2 separate regions of the Cyprinus carpio genome follow, and region 2 is linked to region 1. Evidence: chromatin contacts called from public Hi-C data. All regions are on one chromosome and are shown on one strand. Each heading gives the region's core, a stretch centred on a gene start, on an enhancer-like site or on the middle of the called end of the contact. The rest is flanking DNA. Distances are from core to core; before and after follow the strand shown. Region 1 overlaps ano10a (anoctamin-10). Region 2 holds the start of snrka (SNF-related serine/threonine-protein kinase).

Region 1 (4,356 bases), core at 74-2,573:
CATTAAAGGTTAACATGGGACATGTCACATTCTCATGGACCTTAGCAAGTTGACAGATCGCCTCAGACGGCTGGCTTGTTCCACTTCCTGTGACGGTGGTCAGGCAATGATGCGAAAGCAGACTGAATCTGACGAGGTCCATCACGCAACCAACATTCTTTGGCACTAGAACTGGATTTTGGACTGGGTCAAAGAGGCTTGTACCCCGGAGCCTCAGACTAGTCAGAGACTGAGCCATTAGTGTGCAAAATGTGATCTGACAACTATAGCTTTTTGGCTCCATTAAGTGTACAGAGGGGCCCAGGGCACTACCATATAGTACAAGATAAAACCCTAAAAAGTGTTTTAAGTCTAATGTAAGCAACCAAAACAAACATTTTTAATGGTCCGGTCCTGTGTGGCACAGTTTTTCCACTTATAATGGAAACTCGATCATAACTCTTCGTTTAAAAAAAAAAAAAAAAAAAAAAAAAAAACGTTTCATCTTATCTATGATGTCCCAAGGTGTCCACCACAAAATTTAAATCTGATCAAATTCTACAAGTGTCCAATCCTGCTCCTGGTGGGCCACTGTCCTGCAGAGTTTAGCTTCAACCTCCATTAAACACAACTGAACAAAAGTAATCAAGGTCTATAAGACTAATAGAATCTCCCAGGCAGATATGTGGGGACAAACTAAACTCTGTTGGATGTCGGCCCTTCAGGACCAGGATTAGACACCCCTGACCTTCTAGTTAACGTGATAAGTGTGGTGCAGTATGGTGTGACACGTTGCCTGCAGTATCAGCTGGTTTGTGCAGAACGCAGACTCGCAATAGGTGGTAATTCAAGCTTGAATTGCTCCGAAGGTAGGAAAAATCCTTAATACGGTATTTACATAAGGGTCAGGAGGTATGATTAATTGTGTTCATTTTTATCACATTTATTTTTATAATTACTCTCATTCAATTAGTGTGATAAACTGACAGCCCGAGTTCTAAGATAAGTGGACTCCATCATTCAACAAATTGACATCTGTTGGAATAAGCAAACCATTAATTAAAACCCACGACACAGCATGCATTCAAAATACAAGCTGCCTTTTAAAGGGAGAAACAGCTCTTATCAACACTTTCTACTTATGGATCACCCTTGGATGTGAACTGTAGACACCAACATCTTTTCAAGACAACCGTATCTCTGGATTCCCACCTTGTCTGACCCATCTACACCCCAGCCCCCACTTCTAGGTATTGACGTTAAAGTGAGAAACTATACAAATGTGAATTACCACACAGATGGTTCCCAACCATTTCCCGTCATCTTCAAGTAAGATCACGTCTGATCCTCACTGCTGGCCTCTTTCTTTGTTTTATATTCCCATCAGCCACTCATACAGCTGTTACGGGTTAAAAAGGTCTCATTCAGCAAAACGGAAAGGCTAAAATCGCCAGTTGCCATAATGGTTCCATGATAGTGTTGGCAGCTTGGCCTTTTCCTGAAGTTCACCCCGGATCCTTTCCAAACACTGGCCACTAAAAGGGGGTTTCCACTGCTGCTGAAAGTGCCGGCTATTTTCAGCGTCCCTTTGCCCTAGAGCAGTGGGAGCTTTTCTCCTGACAGCTGTCTTCACCTTCTCAAGCTGCTGAACACATGGAAACACAGCTAAATGGCATCATGTGCTGTTAGCTCATCACTAGCACTCTCAAACCACAGGCCCAAGCACCTCCCAGAGGTCCTGCAGTCTTATATCACCAACCAAATGTGCCGTTTAACTGCAGTCGGCACTTTTGAACTCTTCCGATCCGGACGAGGCCGCTGAAGATATTAGCTACCGTCCATCATTCTGATGGAGAGACTCTGGTGAAGACGCACCGCCAGCACTGGCAGAGGGATGAGCTGGTGTCAGGTGAAGTTTGTGAGAGAGAATTAGAGGGGTAGAAGCCCAGAAATATCACATCTTCAGTCATCCTGAAACATAATCAATGTGTTTTACAACCCGTGTCTCTCTGCCAAATTAAAAAAAAAATGTTAGACGGATGCAACTTCTATGGAGTCCCGCCTTCATCGCAGATGAAGCGCCAAGTGCTTCATCATTCCATTAAATGTGCTGTCTTGATTTCGCTGTGAGAATGGTCTTCTCTTTTCATTACCTACACTCCCACAGCTACACAGATGATCCTAGACTACACAGTCTTCATAAAACTGAAGATGCTTTCATGGCTTCCTCCTTGAATAAATCTCTGGGTGTATTAATGAATGAACAATCAAGCCAATCAGGATTTAACTGCTCATTCTCTATAGGGTCAAGGGTTAAATGCAGGATAAGTGATTTGGTTTTTAAAAAATTGTTATGCTGGTTGAAAGTCTCTTCACATCTCAATAGCAATCACTAAGTGGTCTAAATGTATTTAAATGCATTTATATCATCTGTGAAAGGTGTAAGACCATTAAATGTTCATCCAATCAGCGCGTTCCATTACGATATTGCAGACCGGGCAAGATTGGAAGCCGTTCTTATTGTTATATTATGCGCTTTGTACTCTGTTCTGAAAGCGTTGCATTCAACCCTCCACTAACACCTTCACTCATTGTGACGCTAATTAGCCTCTTGTCTGCCTGTGTGCGTTCATATGTTTTGCGTGGCTTTGGAGAATGATTTGCAGGGAGAGTGTGATCTTATGTTTCCAAAGCTAGCTTGGTATTGCAAGCATCTCTGAAACAGGCCGAGTCATCAATAACTTTTGGTCTTTTGAGAAACAAACACGCTATAATAGATAATAAATATAAACTAAATGTCGTAAAAGCTTTTTGTTTTGTCATCTTTTGTCTTCTTTTTTTTGACCCTTCGTCACAGAATGATAGTAGCTATAATAGCTATTAAAGTGATAGCTCACCCAAAAATGAAAAGTGTCACCATTTAATGACCCTTAAGTAGTTCCAAAACTGTATGTTTCTTTCTTCTGTTGAACACAATATATATATATATATATATATATATATATATATATATGTATATGCGCGAGAGTGTGTATATGTATATGTATATGTATATGTATGTGTATATGTATATGTATATGTATATATATATATATGTGTATGTATATGTATATGTATATGTGTATGTGTATATGTATATATGTATGTATATATATATATATGTATATGTATATATGTATGTATATATATATATATATATGTTATAATATATATATATATATATATATATATATGTATATATATATATATATACACACATATACATATATATATATATATATATATTCATTCTGAAGAATGTTGGTAACCAAAATTGCTGATAGCCATTGACTTCCATAGTATATTTTTTCCACATTATGTAAGTCAATGACTACCAGCAACTGTTTGGTTGTTAACATTCTTCAAAATATCTTCTTTTGTGATCAACAGAAAAAAGAAACTCGTACAATCTTGGAACTACTTGATGATGAGTAAACGATGAATTGTCTCTTTAAAGGTTAGATGTCAGGATCTCCTTTTTCATTGGCTAAAGATTAACTAGTCACATCGCGTTTACAGCTCAGGTGACTGCCTTAAAAAAAACTGAATGCACATGAGCGAAATGGCAGAATTCAATTCACAAACTTTCGGAGGGGTCCTGCACCAGGCGAGCAACTGCCATTGAGATAAATGACAGTGCAAACGAATAGCTCTCCCCAGGTATTATAAACCCCTTTGTGTTGCACATATTTATCAACGTCTGCTTTTTAGCAGTAGAACCAATTGATATTCATAAGCCAGTTGATTTTATAATCTGCCCCCCACTACTTTTCATTCCTACACCATTGCACACTAGTGCTACGATTTGCTAAAACCAACACATAAAAATCCAAAACCATTAAAGTAGTGCTCATCATGTATCTAAATTAACTGGAAAATATTATAATCCACAGCATTACGAGGCAAAGGGGGGCCATATCGCACACATCTTATCTGCTGTTAGTGAGGGGAGAAAACACAAGGCCACATTAAGGAAACGCTGGATGCCAACAGCACACGCCAGCTCATTGTCATTCACAATCCAACTGTGCTATATCACTAGAGCCATGGCAACAGACTTACCGACCCAGGGCTCGTCTCTGCAGAAATAAAGCCATTGAATCCTGTTAATGCGTGTCGATGCTGACGCTTTGACATACATTGTATGGAATCATTATTAATACTTTAGATATTAAAGCACACCCATTCCTTTTTCAGAAGAGAGACAATGGTCTGAATTCATTATCGCAAATGTTCCAAATGTGAATCACTGTTTCAGTCTAATTAAGGCAGGGTAAGGTTCATATCCATAAACAATAAATTACTGCCACTGGCACCACCTACCTTGACTTCTGAATA
Region 2 (3,964 bases), core at 1,081-3,580, 49 kb before region 1:
CACGGTTTCATACTCCTCCATGTGCAGTTACGAGCAATATAAAAATAACTTTCTGGCCCACACAAAATAGGTTCGCTTAAAAAAAAACAACAACCAGAAGATACAAAGTCCTCCACGATATAAAACTGTCCAGTGACGTACAAGAATGCGGTTGTTTTAATATTAGAAATGAACTTTAACTTAAACCTTAACTTAAACAAGAAGTTTAAAAGAAATGACTATTTCTATTTCCTCACCATTAGGGTTACCACTGATTGGGCAAATACGTGTCACGTGATATCAAAGCCTTTTTTAATGAAATTGAATTCATTTTACAATGAATAATGTGTTTTAATAATCCTTCAAACACGTGCTGATGTAAGATATTTTAGCTATTTTCAAGCGAAAGGAAACTGATGCTGATGAAGAAAGTGACCGGCCTATTGGAGCAACATTATAGGCTATGTTACATGTTTGACAATATGATTGAAATGTATACTCAGTACAGTGATTTGTGTGTGTGTGTGTGTGTGTGTCTTTGTTTGTTTGTTTCCTGGTGCCTTTTTTTGGATTATGATTGGTCTGATTTAAGGACTGTTTGCAAAACACCTTATGTGACCCTGAACCACAAAACCAGTCATAAGTAGCATGGGTATATTTGTATCAATAGCCAACACTAGCCTACATCGCATGGGTCAAAATGATAAATTTTCCCTTTATACCAAAAGTCATTATGATAGGCTATTAATTAAAGATCATGTTCCATAAATATATTTTGTACATTTCCCACCGTAAATATATCAAATCCGTAAATATATCAAAACTTAAATTTTGATTAGTAATATGCATTTCTAAGGACTTAATTTGGACAAATTTAAAGGCGATTTTCTCAATATTTAGATTTTTTTATTTTTTTTTTGCACCCTCGGATTCCAGATTTTCAAATAGTTGTATCTCAGCCAAATATTGTCCTATCCTTACAAATCATACATCAACAGAAAGCTTACCAGATATTCTAACAATATTATACTATTATGGGTTATTGGTGTTGTAGATTTTATGTGAATATGTTTTGATTTTTTTTTAATATGTGTGGATGTGAATATGTTTTGATGTTATAAAAATATCGATTCATTTAGGGGTAGGAGTTTATATGAATGTATGTCTGACGGGAACTTACTGTCTTTAGAAAAGTTTAGATGGTATTTTTTTCTTTTCATCTTGCCTCTGTATAATGCATATTAAAGTTCATAACTGCAGCGATGCTTTGTTTACAGTGGAAACCAAGGAAACGCTTTAAGCGCCACCTGCTGGCAGAGAGTGAATCTGCGTCTCGTTCAGCTCGTCTGCTGTTTCTGTTTCATGCAGATATTTTTATGTATAGTTTCAGAAAACTGAAGTCAAATCATTCTGTTTTTGCTTCAAATTTCGAAATAATACAATCTAATTTAGATTAAAAACGGCTCATGTTGCATGTATGCAGCATCTTTGTTTGGATCATGATTAAAATGCAGTTGTTGCCTCTAATTTTAAATGGAAAGAGCACAGACAAAGCCTTATTTTGTTTATATGAAAAGATTTATTTTATTTGTGTTACTTATTTATTTGATTAGGGGCTTGATGATTATGTGTATCACAACCGTAAATATATCAAAACTTAAGTTTTGATTAGTAATATGCATTGCTAAGGATTTCATTTGGACAAATTTAAAGGCGGTTTTCTCAATATTTAGAATTATTATTATTTAATTTTTTGCACCCTCAAGATTCCAGATTTTCAAATAGTTGTATCTCAGCCAAATATTGTCCTATCCTAACAAACCATACATCAACAGAAAGCTTATCAGCTTTCAGATGATGTATAAACCTCAAAAAAAAAAAGAAAAAAAGAAAAGAAAAGAAAGAAAGAAACTTTTGACTGGTTTTATGGTCCTGGGTCACATATAGTAGGCTAAACAATTCATACATTTATTAAAGAATAATATATTAACAAAACAACCTGAAAAAACATATTTTGATAATTCTAAGAACTATCTAAACAATGGTTACAACTAGAGAATTCTTACAGGTTATTATGCAAGGCCAATCTGTTGAAATTCCACGTCACTATGGTTATCTCTTCGCACTTTTTGAGAACTCAGCTATTTTTTTTTACTATCACCTGGGGGGACTAGAGGCTCCATAATTCGCATTCACAACAAAAAAACAAAACAAAACGCGTAGTCAGTCTACACCAGAGCCGTAGAGAGACTCTCCTCTTTTCCTCTTGAAAAGTCACGTCCACATAGCGACCCCTGCTGGTGGTATTGTTCAGTGCAGACCGTCACAATGTGACTCAACTAATGTTTGCGTGCAGATCACTGGTTTCAGGGCGGAGAGCGAGAAGCGCTGAGAGTCGCTCTTCCCCCAGCAGCTTTTACACACACTGATCAGTATACCTCACACACACATACACACACACACACACAGGGCTGGACTCACACTCAGCCGGGCCGTACCTCTGCCGTCTTCGGATCTACAGCCGCCGGAACGTTTCTGAGTTTTAAGTGCTCTTAATGTTCTCCGGAACGAGCGGTAAGTCCAAGCTTTGTGTGATAGTGCGTAAGAATGCTAACATGGTTAGCCAGTTAGCATATGGTTAAGACACAATAAACGTGCGTTAAACAACATCCGTTAAACTTGATGTGATCTGACAGCTGTGTGCATGCTCTGTCGGGGCACACGATGCTGGACTGGTCTTGTTCAAGTGGATCTGCTCATCATGGCATGTTAGGAACGTATAGACAGATAGCTATTATTTATATCCTCTTCCTCTCTATGGATATATGGAGCTCATAAGGAGCTTATGGGCTAGATCAGGCCTGACGTGCATGGGCATATCAGGTCTGCTTTCACATGATGTGTCCATGGTCGTCACCAGACATGGATGCTTTTCTCTCTTTCCACATGTGGTTTTGTTAGCATTGATGCTAGGAGAATATTTCATGATGGTGGACTTGAGCTACTCTGGTTTACAGAATAAGCTTGGTTAATTGCATCACAACGAGAAGCTGGATGTGGTTTTGCATGCTTGCTTCTGAAGAGATTGAGCATCTTGGTAGCTGTGGTTTGATGCTCTCAGTATTGAAGGCTGTGATCACATTACTGAGCCATTGCTGCTTGTCTGTGTTTGCAGGATTCCTTTTGTCCAATAGCATTATGAACATTAAAAGACTTTCATTTGCTGGATTTCAAAAGGCTTGATGGTTTCTTGGGAGCCTTAATGTCTTCACTTAGAGGTTTAATTCTTCATCAGGTCTTTCATACTCAATTGCAGAGAGTTCAGAAGATCAGATTCAGTTCCCTGAAGCCTAGTGTTGTAGCCTGATCGATATATCTCATGTCGCACTGGTATATGTAAGGTGTGGAACACGTTCCTTCAGCTTAGTGTACTGTAATCATGTTACACAACCTGAAAGGTAAAACTAGGCCTATAACTGCTGGCTACTGTCTTGTAATTTGTGGTTGGAATGTGATGTTAATATGCAAGACGTAACCTTCCCTTTGGTCTAGTGATGTAAAACAGAACAGTTTGAGTACTTTAGCCTTGCAAATCCAACTATACCATGTTTAACACATACAAGGCCTCTAATCTATCAACACGATCAAAGCTTTGCTGAAAAACCTGTTGTACACTATCTTTCGCATGCCTTCTTCCCTCTCAGTGATAGTTCATACATTTTTAGAAAGTAAAAGGCCTTTAGTGTAATTCTAAAAATTTCTATCTTCAGGTCTTTATTAATAAAGTAAATGTAAGGACTTTTATATTGTTAGGTTTAATTTTTAGGAAAACATATTAAATGTGATTAAAGAAAGCTTTACTTATTTCTATGTCTCTCAATAATCAATTCAGTTAGGGGTAGGAGTTTTTAGGAATGTATGTCTGAGGGGAACTTACTGCCTTTAGAAAAGTTTAGATGGTATTTTTTCTTTTCATATTGCCTCT

Evidence for each region. Hi-C and Micro-C count contacts between places; a contact is called where the count stands out from the background.
Region 2: a Hi-C map of skeletal muscle shows a contact between it and region 1, with 3 times the contacts expected there. The contact joins the promoter of snrka here to the enhancer-like site in region 1. A contact is called at or near these places in 2 of 8 Hi-C or Micro-C datasets (both in skeletal muscle).

The regions. Positions count from the first base shown.
Region 1 is chrB16:7,034,073-7,038,428 of ASM1834038v1, reverse strand. All of the region lies in intron 14 of ano10a (anoctamin-10), which reads right to left. Among protein-coding and RNA genes, the nearest start is that of ano10a, 30 kb to the right of the region's middle. Within about 2 kb of position 1,323, at least 1 of the 8 cell types and tissues checked has an H3K27ac peak or open chromatin away from gene starts, as enhancers often do. A contact at or near this core is called in skeletal muscle, where this site is marked.
Region 2 is chrB16:7,084,015-7,087,978 of ASM1834038v1, reverse strand. snrka (SNF-related serine/threonine-protein kinase) reads left to right here and starts at 2,330. Exons shown (of 6, transcript XM_042740491.1): 1 at 2,330-2,553.